Regions from separate parts of the Mus musculus genome. Here all the other regions are linked to region 1. The links are chromatin contacts, called in public Hi-C and HiChIP or PLAC-seq maps. All regions are on one chromosome and are shown on one strand. The core of a region is the stretch at or near the end of the contact, and the rest is flanking DNA. Distances in the headings are between cores, read along the strand shown. Region 1 has its middle 21 kb from the start of Gm29686. Region 2 has its middle 280 kb from the start of Gm29686. Region 3 has its middle 240 kb from the start of Gm29686. Region 4 has its middle 310 kb from the start of Gm29686.

Region 1 (4,176 bases), core at 1,524-4,023:
TATTTTTGATAAGATTCTTCTATATTTAAAATCTTTAACTTTCTGGTTTTATTACTCATTATGCATAAACTATAAAACAATTCAGAAGCTGCAATTTTAAAATCTTAAAAATGTTTTACATACCTCATTGCTCAAAGCCGTATATATATGTACATCACACACACACACACACACACACACACACACACACACACACGCACAAACGCATGCACACACACTAGTATAGTTAGTAATGTGAAAGTGCAGCTTATAAAATCATCAGTAAAGAGATGATCCTTTTGAAATTCATAGTGGCAAAACCACAAAGCCAATGCATGGACGTCGTTCTTTTTAAGTTGCAAGGCTGAGCCAAAACTCATTGGAGGCCTCTTGTAAACACTATGTCACATGCATGCATGGAGCCTTGCTCAGAACCATTTCAAAGCCTAACCCTTGTCTTAAGATGAGGACTGTGGTATGGAAACAACTCACATTAAAATTTCTTAAAACATTGTAAGTGAAAGTTTAGCCAGTTAATGAAGATTCCACGGGTTTTATTTATACATTAGTGCATACAGGTGTGTGTGTGTGTGTGTGTGTGTGTGTGTGTGTAACAGTAATGTTCGAAGGAAAAGAGGCTATATCCATTTGAGGGTCTGTTGAGGGAAACATGGGATAGCAGGAAGGAGGCTAGCTGAGAGGGGCTTGAGGGTCAAAATGGAGGGAGAAGTGATGTAACTGTATTTCAGTTAAAAACATGTTTAAAAGAGGAGATGTGAAACAGCCATGTGGAAATGATACTCTACTGAGCATACTTTAATATTAGTTTGAGATCCAACGAATCGTTCTTTTTTATATAGGTAAGTGCACCAAAGTAGCATTATTCAAAACATGGATGGTCAGTAAAACTGAAATCTGATTTTAGTAACAAATCGATTGCATTATTGGCACATTTCCTCCCCTCGCCCCAACAGTAATGCTAACTATTCCTATTACCATTGCTTCTTCATTTAGTGGCATTTTGTGATTTCTGACCTTTAGTTTGTGGAACTCTCAGAAGCTATATTTAGTACACATATTTACCTTTGATATGATGGTTAACTCCATGTGGAAATTTCCTAGCTTTTATTTATTACTTGATGGGTATCATGAACTATTAAAGGTACTTCTCTTATTTTTGTAACACCCCTATGGTTATCCAAGATAAGTGGAGCTGACGCTTAGAAAAGTTTAGCAGTCCGCCCAAGTCATGAAGGCAGTAATTAGCAGAACTTGGATTGAAGCCCAGACTTTCTGACTGCAGAGCCCAGGCTTCCACCTCTCCCATAACATGACCTTCCTAAATTGGGCTTTCCTGACCTGAGACTATCACAACACTCACTCCTGAAATTACTGACATGTGGTAGAAAATGTGACCTTTTTCATAAAACTGCAAGTGTGTCTCAGATAAGTCAATTAACTTGCAAGATCTGTCATTGCTTAAGTTGTATCACAAGGTTTGCCCAAAGTTTGTTCAAGGCGTTCATGTTCTTGCTATTCCAGCTTTGGCTATCAGAAAAGATGAATTGTTCCTTACTCCCAGCTTCCCAGTTCGTCACCTAAAAGCCACATGTGGCTGCTGAACACAAAAGAGATGGCTAAGGCTACTTGGGAAATGCTTCTTAAATTTCGCTTAATTACAATTAAGTAGGATTAAAACTGTATATCTATGTACTGGCTGCCACACTACCCAGGGTGGTCTTCATGATCTCTTTCCTCTCGCCCCTTAAGCAACATGCAAAGAGCACTTTATGAAACAATTTAGTAATGAACTCAATTGTTAAATAAACTCAGCTTTAAGCAAATTAAATTATCTCTCATTAGTTGATCCTTTAATTCAATATAAAGTGGTATTTCTAAGTAATAATATCCTGTCATTTCTGATGAAGAACTTTAAACGTTATTGTTTTAAGGTATTTTCCTAGTTGCTTCATTTCTTGAATTTCCTTTTAAATTGATTTTAAAATGTAAACACTTTAAATCATATGCCACAATATTTTCATCTCTGACCTTCTCTTCCTCGATGTTTCTACATCCTAAAAATGTGAAGTCAGGTTTCAATGTCAAAAATGTGTGGGAATGCATTGAGTATTTTCACTGAGCATGTGTTAGGGACAGATTCATAAATCCTAACTGAGGACTTGAGTTAAAGATGAAGTGAAGTCAAAAGAGGCTGAGATTAACATCATACTTCCTGGTCTGGACAAACAGTCTAAGACATGGACCTCTCAGTAATACGGTAAGAATAACCCAAGGTCTTGCAAAATGAAGTTCCGCCACAGGTTAAAGGTCTTCAGCCAAGGTCTTTTATAAACCAGTGCCCCAATATAAGCACTGGCAGCTTAATAAGGTGGAGACCATGAAATAATCTTTTCTGACCTTCCTATACTCCCTAAGCCAAACTTTAGTACTCGTGGCTACTTCCAGATTTCATCTAAGTCTGACGCTCCTCTTGGGAGCGCGGAAGGACGGCATTTGGATTTCTGAGAATGGGCAAATGACTCTACTGCTCTTTCTCTTTTGTTTCTGGGGTTGACCGAAGTCATCTTGAGACTCCCTTCTTCTCTTCCTGGCTTATTCAACCTCCAGAGTCTGGAGTTCCCCCAGGAAGACCTGGTGAGGGAGAGCTGTGTGTCCCTGCTACCATAGTCTCACACCAGATGAAGAGTTTCTGTTATGCAGATGTCTCTAGTTCTTACAGATGTGGTTCAGGGCCACATTTACGAAGTTATTAGACTCTGCTTGCTGGGAGTAGCTTGCTGCCAACCACAACAAGGCCTTCTTTTGTGTTCTCTGATCTGACAGACTGCCTGGAAACAGCCTCATCCTCACAGCTTTCAGTATTTAATCAACATTTTCAAGCGGTAGTGCCTTCCAGATTTCTGATGTAGGATCTATAACATTTTTCTTTCAAAAGTGCACTCATGGTGGCTCTGGGAAATACAAGGTTGATTGTCGTATATTTTTGGAATAAAACATTTAAAAACAGATACAATATATACACAGTTTAAAAAATAGAGTTTGGGGTTGGAGAGATGTCGGTGCATTTAAGAACTCTTGTTGCTCTTCCAGAGGACCTGAGTTCAGTTCCTAGCATCTACATACTAGTTACCTCTAAGTTCAGCTCCAGGATACCTGGCAATCTCTTTGGATCTCCATTGATACATTTGCTCACATGTACAGACCCATAGACATACACACAAATACCTCAATTGAAAAAAATTATTTTAAATATGTGGAATTGTAAAGCACTAATGTGGGTCTTTTCTCTGTTGTTTATTATGCTATGAGGATCTGGAGATATAATACATTTCAGCAATTTAAATGTTGTAAGTTCTACAAAACACAGAGCCTAAGATGTGTGGCACAACAGAGCATTATGGTAAAATTCAAAACTACTACTAAACTCAATATAATCTAGCCAACATTGACAGCAACCTATTTCACTATCGAGTTAAGTTTTCATTATCAATCACTTTAACTTTCAAGAAACTTAAGAAAATTAACAATAAGAATTATTTGTCTCAATAAGCATTCTACTGAAAGACAATGTCACAGTATAACTGACAAAAATCTGAAAGATCTTGAGAATAGACTATTGTTACCTAGGAAGTTTTTGATGTATGCTTTTGTCTTAACTATATAAGTAAACTTTAAGGTCTGGGATGTTTCTCATTCGGTGAGTGCTTACCTACCATGTGTACAGTACATATATGTATACATGCACGCGCGCACACATGCACACACACACATGATGTACACACACAACTTAAAAACATTATATGCATAACATTAGAAATAAGTTTAATTTAATGAAAATAAATAAATTGAAAATGTAGAAAACAGTAAATTTTAGTAAGAAATTATCAAACTTCAGTACTTTCTTAGGAAGTATAATACAACATTGACTTCTGGTTTTTGGGTCTTTTAAAAAATACTTTCTCACATAACCCAGGCTGCCCTGAGAGAGTCTCTATGTAGCTGATGCCCTCAAGCTTCGGATATTCCTGCTTTCCCCTCTCCTATCCTGGGATCACAAACCTGTAGAACCATACCACACCTACTTATACAGTGCTTGAGACTGAACCCAGAGTTCCTGGACTGCTAAGCAAGTGCTTTTGATAACTGGGTTGCAGTCCCAACCAAAGTCTAACTTTT
Region 2 (4,242 bases), core at 1,533-4,032, 300 kb after region 1:
ATATGGAAAACATTATTAAGAGTTTTGCAATTTCTAGGAAAAGCTTCCATACACATGCACAGTGGGGAATTATGAAATAGCAGGTAAACTCAATGAACATTTTTCAGAGTACGCCACAGAGAAGATGAATCTACTCATTAGCAATTTCAGCCAGGAGTGATTGGGAGGAAAACCATAGGAAAACTGTCATAGAAAAGAGGTCCATGTTCCGAAAGTGTGAAAATCAAGCAAGCAGATGTGAGCACCGGAGCTTTTTTATGCCCAGGAATGGAAAAACAAGGAAGCAAGTGAGGAAAGGACTTAATCAAAGAAACAGCAGAGAGTCGTGTGGCATGAAACCCTTCATCCTTGACTCTGCCACATGAGCTGGGAAAACTGCTCAGGTTGCTTGGAAGAGTGCTTAAGCTGCACTCCAGAACACAGGGTTTAGTACAGAAACTTTTCTCCCTGTAGAAAGTCTTTTCAGAGATCAATAATCAATCATAAATTTGAGTCCCTTAGGCAGATCATTTATTTTAAATGCTTTTCACTCTCCTCATCGCAACAGTGTGAAGCATCCTTTATCCAAATCTTTGGAGCTGACAGTCTCATCCACTTCAGACTTGATTAGAAGTTGAATGCTGTTGAGATTGGAATAATTTATAATCTCAAGACTTAGCGCTTTAGCAATAATGATGAGACGAATCAATTTTTGTTATTTTTAGAGAAGGAGCTTAAATACCCAAAGTTCTACTCTCCATTCTCCTGCATTAATCAAATGTAACTGCCCCCTCCCTTGTAACAATAACAGAAACAGCAAAGCTACTGTTGCTGCAGTTGCCTTTGTTGGGGAAGGAAAATAACTTGTATAACTCTCCATTTTGAATTGAGCTCAACTTCAAATGTGTAGTAGGAGCTCTAGGAAACCATTCCATCCACAAAAAGACAGGATCTGGTTCCAGTTCTTAACCTGCTTTCTGTATATCCAGAGGCAAAGTGTGCAAAGGGATGCTTCTGGTCTGTCTGCTTGGGAATAGGCAGAAGAGACAAGACACCAGGTTTGACTTGACTTGCTCCCCCAAGTCCTTTCATTCTACAGTCTTAATTGGAAGGTTTGTAAAGAGGTGAGAGCTCTAACTTCCCAGCTTCAAAAGAGCAAAATGTGTTTGAGACAGTGTGAGTGTGTGTGTGTGTGTGTGTGTGTGTGTGTGTGTGTGTGTGTGTAGAGGGAAGGAGAGAAAGAGAGCAGTCATACAGATAAAGTGTAACCAAGTGATAAAGGGTTTTCCTCAGCATGAATAAGTTAGACTCTCAACACATAAAACCTGTAGGTTGCCTATCTTGCTTATGTACCTTCTCTATCATATCCATAGCTGTGTCTTCATTAGAGGAGTACTAAGCTCTGAGATACGAATAATCCCAGGAAGTACATTGTACAGGCATGAGTAAGGAAGCTTTTTCAAAGGCATTATCAGTGGGTTATAATGAACAACCCTGCACAGTTTGGACAAGCTAGAGCAACCAATTGAGGGAAATCAAATCCAGTGAATGTATAATCCCATGTCAGGCAATGAGAAATTGGAAATCATCGTGCATCCAGCTCATTGCCACTCTTGCACAAGAGGTGGTACATCTCATGAACACCAGTATAGGCATTACATGAACTCATTGATTTTTTTTATACAGTAAATATTTAAGAACCAAACTTTATTATAAAATAATAACCAAACTGTATTATTAATATGCATGCTTTGTACTTAAACTGTTTAAAATTCTAGATCAATGACATATTCACTTTGCCAATAAGAAAACTGAAGTAGAGAAGTAGAGAGAGTCTGTACTACCTATTCAGGCCCCCAATTAACAAGTGATGGGACCAGGGTTTCATATCAGAAAAAGGAGTTTGAAGTCCATATTGTTGATTCCCAAATGATGCCACCGCTCTTTTATGTGGCAATAATGAAACTAATTCTTTGTGTAAGTATCAATTAAATGGAATGAAGTCATTATATTCAGAGGGTATATCTTTATTTGCAAAGAGACCTATGCCAGAGAATTTAATTTTGAATGATACCTAAGGCTAAAATTTAGCTAGCTGTCTCTTCCAAATGTCAGTGATTTAATTTTATTCTAACCGAGGCTTTATAGTCATTCATTATTTTGAATTGTTTACAATGCTTTTCTATTGCAAGATATATGTGGTTTTTTTTTTTTTTTAGTGTGTGTGTGTGTGTGTGTGTGTGTGTGTGTGTGTGTGTGTGTGTGTGTGTTGCAAATAGAACCAATACACTGGATACTTCAATCTTAACATTGAATTTAGTACTAAACACACACACATACACACACACACACACACACACAGAGAGAGAGAGAGAGAGAGAGAGAGAGAGATTTGGATAAAATTCCTTGCTCCCAAATTCACCTTTTAAATAAATGCAAACACTCAAATTCTCCAAGTTTTGAAAGAATGTATTGAAGAATATTTAAGCAATTTTAAGCACCCTCCTGCTTTTAAAAAGAAAACTTCTATGCTACAGAAAGAGAAGAAAGGACAGTTGTTTTCTGTCACACATTAGACACTCAAATGGGTACCTCCCTTAACTGCCTGGAAGAAGTGCGCTGTTGGTTTCTAATCATTTTTTTTATTTTTCAGATAAAATGGGGGTGTGATTCAGTTTTCCACACCAAGGTGGTCCCTGAGAGAAAACCTTAGATATATAGTGGAGAATTTAGGTTACAGCTTAGGTGTCTCCACTATTTCCTTTTAGACAAACCACATGTGAGAGAACCTCAACCTGAAAGTGTCACCAGTTACATGCCTATTCTTTCCTGTGCATTTTAAAGGTCCCGTCTCAGCTTTCAAGTGTGGCCTTGCTTGGCATCTTTCTATAAATAAATGTACTCATCAGAATAAAAGAGTCATTCCAGTTCTCAACTGAAAGGTCACTGTAAGCAACACCTACAGAGGTGAGAGCAGACCTGTCTTGAAAGCAAGCATACACCAATGGGCACGTAGATCATATTTTTCAAAGATCTTCAATAGCCAAAATGATCTGATAAAGGTAAAAGAACACGAGCAAGGCAGGGATAAGCATTAACTGTGAGTTCCGTGCACATGTCACATGATAGGAGGTACATAGAATCCACATCCAGTTAAAGATTAAGCACTGATTTTTTTACCTTCCTCTTATTGATGTGGCATCTGCAAGTGTTGAGAAATAAATAATATTCACGTGCCTTCGTTATGAGAGAAGAAACTTACAGTTTTATGATTTCTGTGATACTCTGGGATTTTAGACAATACTAAGTGGTGAAGGCTGAAAATAGATGAGAACATGAAGATCACACAAAACCCTTAGAAAACTGGAATTAGAAATAAAACCGTAGCCCCCAGCATTAGTTTTGGCATTTTTATGCTAGCAGTAGCTTGTTATAAATAAAAGAAAAATGTCAAATAAGTGTGAAAATGTGCCACGGACTCCTGCTATACGAGTTTCTGAGGCATTTTGAAGATTTCCCATACCTAGGGTCAAGAATCAAGCATTTTATTTTGAATATAAGGTGCACACTTTCAATATAGAACAGGCTGGTCTTGAATTCATTGATATTTTATAAGCCATTGAATTCATTAGTTTATTCAGAATATGTATATATATGTCATACATATATACACATACATACATACATACATACATACATGTTTGTTTACTATTTGAGAGTGCTGAGCTTTGGTAGTGTAATTATTAATCAGATCATCATCCAGTGTGGTGATGGCTAAGATATAGAATGTCTGAGATAGTGTGATAGAGGAATGACTTTCTGAAAAAGTTGTTTTCTGATCCTGTACAATGAATAAATCAGGTCTAGAGAGGGTGGAAGTTGGTTGCAGCCTTTGGATCCATGAGTGCTGTTCTGCTGAACATGCAAGCCAAGAGCACACTACGTAAGGTAAGCCTGGTGGCACAGGTTATGACAGGCTGTGTGAGAGATGAAAGAATTTCAGTATTTCATCAATGAGGTAGGTCAAGGATTCAGAAGAAAAGGGTAAGGTCACATTGTTGCTAAAACAATTGTGAATATCTATAAGTGGAATGGGACAAGAATGTTAGGAAACTATATTGGCACCATGAATGGGCTGTTATGAGCATTTAGAAGTAGCCAACTAGAGTAACAGTACTCAGACAAGGAAGGATGGAAGGGTAGCAACAGCAGACTAGATCAGTGGGTATATTTACAACATGAACAGACACTCCGGGAAAACTA
Region 3 (4,190 bases), core at 371-2,870, 260 kb after region 1:
GTATAGTGGTATAGTAGGATGAAATGAAATCTCAGTGTAGCCTTGCTTTTCCATGATGATTAGGGATATTGAATATTCTTTAACCATTTAAAAATTTTTTGAAACAGAAAACTTTTTTTTTAAATTAGGTATTTTCTTCATTTACATTTCCAATGCTTTCCCAAAAGTCCCCTATATCTCCCCCCCCTCTACCCACCCACTCCCATTTCTTGGCCCTGGCGTTCCCCTGTACTAAGGTATATAAAGTTTGCAAGACCAATGGGCCTCTCTTTCCAATGATGGACGACTAGGCCATCTTCTGATACATATGCAGCTAGAGACACGAGCTCTGGAGGGGGGGGGGCTACTGATTAGTTCATATTATTGTTCTACCTATAATGGTAAGAAGCAGTTGTGAGAATTACTACTAGGAAGTATCAATGTGAAAAGGCAAAAAGCAATAACCCTGGTGAGTTTCTCTAGAACTGTGTCAATGCTTGAAATAGTTCAACAAACTATAGAACACTTCTAACTATGTTTGTGTGAGATCTTTCTCATATGCAAGGTGTCAAAGTGGAAATTAAAACAAACAAACAAAACCATTAGAAATTCCATCCTGCTTACTGTGTAAGTACATTCTGTGACCTTGAGAGATCAAGATCACATGGTATGTATTCACAGTATAACATCAGCAGCTGGGGGAGCAGAAGACATTGTTATATCCTCATGCTACCTGTAAACTTCATTTTAGAGACTTCTACTCAGGGGGAGTGAGATTCTTGACTGAGGTTAAAAAAAAAAGAATTTCAGGATAAGTCAATAGGAAGCAGAGTTGAAATTTATTAGGAAGAAAGTTTAATATAGATTTAAGCATATGGATTAATACATACTTAAGAAAATACACACCTAAGAGTCATACATAAATGTTTTAAGAGCCATATACATAATGTTGGTGTTTTGGGTGGCTTCTGAAGTCACATTGTTTAAAGGATTTCTGAAAGAACTAATTTTTGTTGCTGTTCTTTGTTTTGTAAATAAGTTATTGGGTGATTTCTGGGGAGCATTTGTTAAAGGAGGGTTCACAAACATGGAGGGGGGGCTAACACATGCCTTCTAATGTAAATGGAGTTTATGTTGCTTGTGAGGTTGTAACAAAATTGTAGGCTTATGGTTTGTGAAAGAGGAAAGTCTATACTTGATAATATACTCTCTGGCCAAAAGCATGGTTAATTAATATTTTAATATTCCCACTAGAACTATCTTTCTATAAATGAGATACTATATTTCCCATAGACAAAATCACAGCAGTGTTTGTTAATTGTGCTGGAAGTTTTATTCCTAGCTTGTGACAGACTTCAACCAGACTCCTGGGCAGGAATCTCCTTTTTCTTCTGTATTCTCTTCTATTTTTTTTTCATCTTCCTATTCTGAGTCTGTCATCATAAGTCTGTTTATTCATCACTTATTCATGGTTTCCTCCACAATTTTGGTTTTCTGAGGTCAACCATGGTTTAAAAGTGATAAATGTCAAGTTCTAGATATATTTTGTGAGTTTTGAATTCTGTGTGGTTCTAACTAGCATGATGAAATCTTATACCATTTTGCTCCACTAGCCAAGGGCCTGCACCAGGTCTTTGTTCAAATTCACACTTTACAAACATCTTCCCTGTTAGTCACTAAGTAGCTGTCTTGGGTGGCAGGTTGACCACTGTGGTTTCACAAGGCTCAGGTTCAAATGACTATGATGTACTTGGTATAGCCCACCTGTATGTTGTAGCACTACTGAAGAGAGAGAGAAAGAGAGAGAGAGAGAGAGAGAGAGAGAGAGAGAGAGAGAGAGAGAGAGAATATCACATATCTGTTAACAGAGATTACTGTTGTAACTATTCAATGTCACTTTTATTAATTACTATTACTCACTTACTACATCTAAATACTAATCCTTATTATAGATATTAGGTTACAGAAAAAGACATTATGAGTAGTAGTATCTGGTAATATTTACAGTTTTGGATAATACTGGAATCTTGCAACATATTGCCCGTAGATAAGGAGTATACAGTACATCAATTCCATGTACTAAAATTCTGCTTGATAGTTTTGGAGTAATCTAGAAAATATGAAACTACACATTTTGAAGATCTTTGAATGACACCACCCAAAGGAATATTGCTTTGGAGAAATCATATGTGCAGAGTGTCTCATAATTACTGGCAAGACGTGGTGAGTATCTTCTGCCAGTAAGATGGTTCTATTTTGGAGGCTATCAGATGTAACAACAAATTTGGAACAGAATAGACACAGTGGAGAAATTGCATCTTGAACAATCCTCTTGGGACCACTAATGATAAGCAAATATTATTTTACTGGAGACCAACTAAAAGCTTCAAGATAAATTTATCACATTTATGGGAGATCATCACCAATTTATAGTATTGTAAAATGCTAGGATCACTTTTTGATGTGATGACTGCTTTACTAAAGAACAAATATTTTGTCATGTGCAAAAAACCAAAGGGCTTCATTATAACTGGATTTTGACTAGCACTTAGTAGGTCCTTCATAAGTGCTAATTTATTTAAGTATTTTTCCCGTTGTTCAATTAATAATGAAGATGTAGTTGAGGGTAGAGCAGAGGCACTTGATGTTAGAATTGCATAGGTATAGATTGTGGGCCATTAATCTTGGTTGATTATTGATGCATCTAGTTATTATTTAGAAAAGGAAAAAAGCATAGGACATATTAGACCTAAGTGCTATTTTCTTAAACTGAGTATTTATAAATAATAATTCATAAACATCATAGACTTACTAATTTATAGATAAACATGAAAATATTCAATCTTGAATTTCTATTTTATATGTATATTCAAATGCACACATGTATACACATATATTTATGGTTATATCATTCTATCTATCTATCTATCTATCTATCTATCTATCTATCTATAATTTACCTTACAAGATCATAAGAATAATTTATAGTTACAGTCATAAAAGTCAAATGACATCATTTGGATACAAATCATAAATGAAATCAGAGAATTAAACTATGTTTTAAAAGGCTGCCCTGGGTATGCTGTACTTTTTTTTTTTGGCTAATATCCACTTATTAGTGAGTACATATAATACATGTCCTTTTGGGTCTCAGTTACCTCACTCAGGATGATATTTTCTAGTTCCATCCATTTGCCTGCAAAATTCAGGATGCCCTCATTCTTAATAGCTGAGTAGTATTCCCATTGTGTAAATGAACCAAATTTTCTGTATCCATTCTTCTGTCATGGGACATCTAGGTTGTTTCCAGCTTCTGCCTATCACAAACAAGACCACTGTGAACATAGTGGACTATGTGTCCCTGTGGCATGGTGGGACATCTTTTGGGTGTATTTCCAAGAGTGGTATTTCTGGGTCTACAAGTAGATCTATTTCCAATTTTCTGAAAGAACTGTAGAGGTGGAAAAGGAGAGGAGCCTGAGGAAAAGAATGTCCAGTGACAGGCCCAAAGTGGGATCCAGCTCAAGGGGAAGTCCCAAGGTCTGACACTATTACTGAGACTGTGGAACTCTCACAAAAAGGGACCTATCATGACTGCCCTCCAAAAGACTCAACAAGCTTCTGAAAGAGTCAGGTGCAGGTATTTGTACCCAACCAATGATCAGAATCAGCTGACCCATGTTGTCAAATTAAGGAAGGGTGAAAGAATCTCAGGAGGAGGGTGACCCTCTAGGAAGACCAGCAGTCTCAATTAACCTGGACCCCTGAGATCTCTCAAACACTGGACTACCAATCAGGCAGCATACACCAGCTGATATGAGGCTCCCTACAAACACACATCAGAGAATTGCAGGGTCTAGGTTCAGTCAGAGAAGATGCACCTAACCCTCAAGAGATTGAAGGCCCCAGGGAGTTTAGAAGTTTAGTAGGGTAGGGGGCAGAGGGATAGGAATATCCTTGTGGAGACATGGGAGTGAAGAGGAGGTATGGGGAAAAAATCTGGAATGTAAAAAATAAAAAAAATTAAATATATATATATATATATATATATATATATATATATATATATTTAATTTTTTTATATATATATATGGCTGTTCTTTGACTATAATGCTTGTTAATCTAATTTGATCCTCACAGGAAACCCATGGCAAATTTTCAGGGGATGAAATAGGTTCAGTAAACTTGAGAATGCCAACATGCTACTACAC
Region 4 (4,482 bases), core at 1,020-3,519, 330 kb after region 1:
TCAGTTTTATGTGGGTTTCTCCTTGGTTATTCCATGTAAAGAGGAGGTGGGCCACATTCCAGCTTCCTTTCTCCTTAGTGAGACCACCTTGTTCTTCGACATACTGTCATAAAAGGATTTCCTGTGCCTAGCTCCCAATGAATAGGATTATCCCATTAATTTACTCCTTTCTCCTCCTCCTCCAGGTACTTCTCTGTTGGACTCCTATATTCCCTCAATGTATTTCATTTCCAAAGAAAAGACTGAAAATATTTTTTGTCTCAGGGTTTTATTGATGTGATAAAACACCATGACCAAAGGCAACTTTCAACTTCTAGTTTCACATCAGTCCTTGATGGAGGCCAGGGCAGGAACTCAAAGCTAAAACTGAAGCAGAAGGAAGAGTGATGTACATTGGCTTGCTCAGTGTGTGTGCTTACACCATGCCAGGCATTCTGCACAGTAGTGACACCACTTAGAGTGAGTGGCCCTCTCACACTGGTCATCAATTCAGAGACTATCCCCACCTACTTATGTATAAGCTAATCCTATGGAGGCATTTCCTCAATTAAGATTCCCTCTTCTTAGATATGTTTGTCTGTGTCAAGTTCACAGATAAATATCCAGGACACTATTCTAGGAAGCTGCTTTTGCAGTTGCTCAATTGAGAAGGTCACAAATACTAAAATGTGGAGCTTTTAGAACAAAATTGCAAGAGAGAATAAAAGTCTTAAGTGGCCAAACTCAGTGCAAACAGAATGTACAAAGCTTTACTATTGTTCTTTCATTACTGTTTTTATTAGGACTTATATTCTCCTACTACTCTATTTTGATGTAGCCTGTTATTCAGGAAGAAGATGAGGATGGTACCTGTAGATAATGGATACATCACTGGACAGCTGCTTGGGGTCTCAAATTCTAAACATCAATCTTATGATTTATATAATGGGTTTTATAAATAATTTGCCAATATCACAGGCGTTGTGAGAGAGAGATATTTTGATTTTGTTGTTGTTTTTAGGAGGCAAGTTCAAGTACAAAGTTTACTGTGGAGCTTTCTTTGCATCTTGAATTTCCTTGTGTGTTTGGTAACTTTACCTAGCATCCATTAGTTCATAGGTTGAAACTTGGGCCTTCAACTTTATGTCAATGACTTCTAGTCTGCTATGAATGCACTAGAGATTGCCAGTTAACAATCACTGGTTGCTAACTGTGGTACCCAAAGAAAATCACAGTTGGTACCTTCCTCATGGGGGTCTGTGCACCCAGTAAGAGCTCCAGCTGTAGATACCCCGACAAAGAAGCCTGTTTAAACCAGTATTCTAATACCTAATCAATCAGAAAGTTCAAAGCATACAGTCCTCCCACTTAAGAGTGTCGGGGGAGGGCTGTTACTGCACCATCTCAGAGCCGGAAATTCTTGCTTCCTCTACAAGCAGCCATCTGGATCCACTATTACTAAAGGACACAGATCCAATTACAAACATGTATTTGTGAAGGAAACTTACAGTATCTTTGAAAGGAGTCTCTCGTACTTGAAGTCAAGGTCTGCTGAAGTTTACCTGTTAGAAATCAACTTAGGTTAAAAAAAAAGAGAGAGAGAGAGATACCTCAAGATAGAAAGAAAGTGAGAATAAAGGAGAAATGCAAATAAAATAGATCTCTTGGCTTTTTTCCTTATTCAAACTCTTAAATCTATTGAGAATGTTGGAAATTTTTCTTTGCTTACAGCATCCCCTTTCTTTCCTTCTTTCTCTCTCTCTCTCTCTTTCTTTCTTTCTTTCTTTCTTTCTTTCTTTCTTTCTTTCTTTCTTTCTTTCTTTCTTTCTCCTCTTCCCTCCCTCCCTCCCTCCCTCCCTCCCTCCCTCCCTCCCTCCCTCCCTCCCTTCCTTCCTTCCTTCCTTCTTTCTTTTCTTTCTGTCTTTCTTTCTTATTTTTTATTCGATATTTTCTTCATTTACATTTAAAATGTTATCCCCCTTTCCTAGTTTCCTCTCTGAACGTCTCCTATACCCTCCCCCTGACCAAAGTCCCCAACGTACCCACTCCCGCATCCTGGCCCTGGCATTCCCCTGTACTGGGGCATATAATCTTCGCAAGACCAAGGGCTTCTCCTCCCATTGATGGCCAAAGGAAATGACTGTAGCATGTAATCTTTCATAACAGAGAAAATGATCAAACTCAGGTTAGAAAGCAAGGAAAAGATGAAAGCTTTGAAAGACTTAGAACTTTGCTGACGTACAGACTGAGGCTGGGAAAGGCTAAGAGGCAGGAAGTGCTGTTGCTATTGCTTCTGAGGTTGTATTTCATAGTTTCCACTTTGGTTAACTGGAAGGAAACTGGGTGATTGGGGGTAGTTGTGTTATCGATCACATCAGTTTTCTGCTTTGTTTCTATTTTTTTCTTAAAGCATTACTCTTTTCTATGCAGGAAGGTCTAGGAATCATTAACCTACCATATTGTATGCCACAATCAAATGCTTTGCTACAAAGATGGGGAATATTGAAATTGGCACTGGTGGATGTCATCCTTAAGTCACAGAGGGAGTTGTAAATGTAGTCTTAGAGATCAGACGTTCAGAGGAAACCAAATATCATCTATGATCCTTGTTTCTAGACTCAGAGTTGCTCCACTACGAGGATTCTCATAGCACATTTGCATAAATACACAATTTTTCATAGAGAGGTTTACCATTTTTAAAATACATACAACCCGACTGATTTGATTTTCAAAAAGTGCTTCCATCAAGATTATTTTTTAAAAAAACAAAACAAAAGAAGAACTGACACTTGCGATGTAGGTCCTGTGATGTCCTGTCACTGGACAGGACACTGAATCAATCAGCTCCTGTCTGCATGAAGTTCATGGTCAGTGCTATGACCTGGACATGCAGATGAAGATGAATTCCATCACATCTGAGGGATACCAGCCCCCAAAACTCTCAACGAACTGTTCTCAATGGATTTACCTTTGTCTTATGTGAGGTTTTCAAGCTTGCTGAGGACTGAGCTATTACGAAATATTGAATAGATGTTTAATAAATATTTCTAGATTAGTATATATCAGACTGATAACTCTAATTCAGTGCAACTCACATTAATACTAAGGAAACCTGCTTGTCAGTGAGCCAGAAATGACAGCTACCTAGGCTAATATAAAACCTCAATGTCAGTCCTATGAACTCAGTATAAAAGTAATCTCATGGATTTCTGCCCAGTATTATTAGATCAGTGAAAAGAAAAGTTTGTGGCATCTGAAAGAAACAGTCCCTACTTTACAGACATGCTATGTAAAGAACAAACATCTATAGTCATTCTGAAGATAGCAACATGAAGAAAGCTTCAGCGTTTTTTTTTTTTTTAATTGGATATTTTATTTATTTACATTTCAAATGTTATCCCCTCTCCGGGTTTCCATCTGCAACCCTCCTATTCCATCCCCCTTTACCCTGCTTCTCTGAGGGTGCTCCCCAACTCACCTACCCACTCCTGCCTCACTGCCCTAGCATTTCTCTACATTAGGGCGTCGAGCCTTCACAGAACCAGGGCCTCCCCTCCCATTGTTGCCAGATAAGGCCTCTTCAACTCCTTCAGTCCTTTCCCTAATCCCTCCATTGGGGTCCCTGTGCTTAGTCTGATGTTTGTCTGTGAGCTTCCACATCTGTATTGGTCAGCATCTGGCAGAGCCTCCAGTGTATTTAAGGTCATCAATTGATATTTTAAACACACAATTGAAAAAAGGCCTTACCATACTGCTCAGCAAGTAGAGGTACTAGTGACACAGGCCTGATGACTTGAATTCAATCCGCAGATCATAGAGTGGATCATAGAGTGGAGAGAACTCTCTCTCTCTCTCTCTCTCCCTCTCTCTCTCTCTCTCTCTCATACACACACAAACACACACACACAAATATTTATATATGCACACTCACATACACATAAAATAAAATTATTTATAAATTTATAAAGTTTTTAAAATGGGTTATTGGAAAACAATACAATTGTAAATCAAAACGTAAGTCCCAATTTTCTCTTTTGACGGTCAGATTTAACAGACAACATTATGTCCTGCCAAACTGCCATAAACATTTACTCTAAAGTCCTAAGCAGCCTCCTACTGATGAGACATCAAGTGTGTGAGCCAGGACAATATTTGGGCCTGCATTCGGCAAAGCACTGTGGCAAAGCCAGCAGTCATTTGACAGCTGCTGAGGAGTGCCCAAGCAAATGAACCAACCAGAAAAAAAAAAAAAAAAGTTTGATATTTGAGGAAATTTGTTGGACAAAGAAATAGACTTGAGGATCATTGTTTTGCAAAGACGAGAATAGTTGACCCTCTCCCTTACTTTTCCATTTTAGCTTTTGCTTAAAAAATATTCTGAGTGAATGTAGTTAATCCTTTTTTTCTGTACATTTTTATTTGTAATAATATTTAAGCCTTGTGAATATAATCCCCATAGGAAATCATTCATATTTCTCTGCTTGTGGTAATTATCATAAGGCA

The links. HiChIP or PLAC-seq counts read pairs in DNA pulled down with a chosen protein or histone mark. A called contact is a pair of places that touch in the nucleus more often than the background predicts.
Region 2: a contact with region 1 is called in an H3K27ac HiChIP or PLAC-seq map of regulatory T cell precursor, with 4 times the contacts expected there. The contact joins two enhancer-like sites. A contact is called at or near these places in 2 of 484 Hi-C or Micro-C datasets (both in CD4 T cells) and 3 of 115 datasets of contacts at active chromatin or transcription factors (CD8 T cells, regulatory T cells and regulatory T cell precursor).
Region 3: a CTCF HiChIP or PLAC-seq map of CD8 T cells shows a contact between it and region 1, with 5 read pairs. The contact joins two enhancer-like sites. A contact is called at or near these places in 1 of 15 datasets of contacts at CTCF or cohesin (CD8 T cells) and 1 of 484 Hi-C or Micro-C datasets (embryonic fibroblasts).
Region 4: a Hi-C map of CD4 T cells shows a contact between it and region 1, with 2.6 times the contacts expected there. The contact joins two enhancer-like sites. A contact is called at or near these places in 2 of 484 Hi-C or Micro-C datasets (both in CD4 T cells) and 1 of 115 datasets of contacts at active chromatin or transcription factors (thymic regulatory T cells).

The regions. Positions count from the first base shown.
Region 1 is chr16:52,005,783-52,009,958 of GRCm38.p6, reverse strand. No RefSeq gene overlaps it. Among named protein-coding and RNA genes, the nearest start is that of Gm29686, 21 kb to the right of the region's middle. Within about 2 kb of position 2,773, at least 31 of the 459 cell types and tissues checked have an H3K27ac peak or open chromatin away from gene starts, as enhancers often do. A contact at or near this core is called in CD8 T cells, regulatory T cells, regulatory T cell precursor and 1 more, where this site is marked.
Region 2 is chr16:51,703,806-51,708,047 of GRCm38.p6, reverse strand. No RefSeq gene overlaps it. Among named protein-coding and RNA genes, the nearest start is that of Gm29686, 280 kb to the left of the region's middle. Within about 2 kb of position 2,782, at least 27 of the 459 cell types and tissues checked have an H3K27ac peak or open chromatin away from gene starts, as enhancers often do. A contact at or near this core is called in CD8 T cells, regulatory T cells and regulatory T cell precursor, where this site is marked.
Region 3 is chr16:51,744,716-51,748,905 of GRCm38.p6, reverse strand. No RefSeq gene overlaps it. Among named protein-coding and RNA genes, the nearest start is that of Gm29686, 240 kb to the left of the region's middle. Within about 2 kb of position 1,620, at least 4 of the 459 cell types and tissues checked have an H3K27ac peak or open chromatin away from gene starts, as enhancers often do. A contact at or near this core is called in CD8 T cells, where this site is marked.
Region 4 is chr16:51,673,063-51,677,544 of GRCm38.p6, reverse strand. No RefSeq gene overlaps it. Among named protein-coding and RNA genes, the nearest start is that of Gm29686, 310 kb to the left of the region's middle. Within about 2 kb of position 2,269, at least 36 of the 459 cell types and tissues checked have an H3K27ac peak or open chromatin away from gene starts, as enhancers often do. A contact at or near this core is called in thymic regulatory T cells, where this site is marked.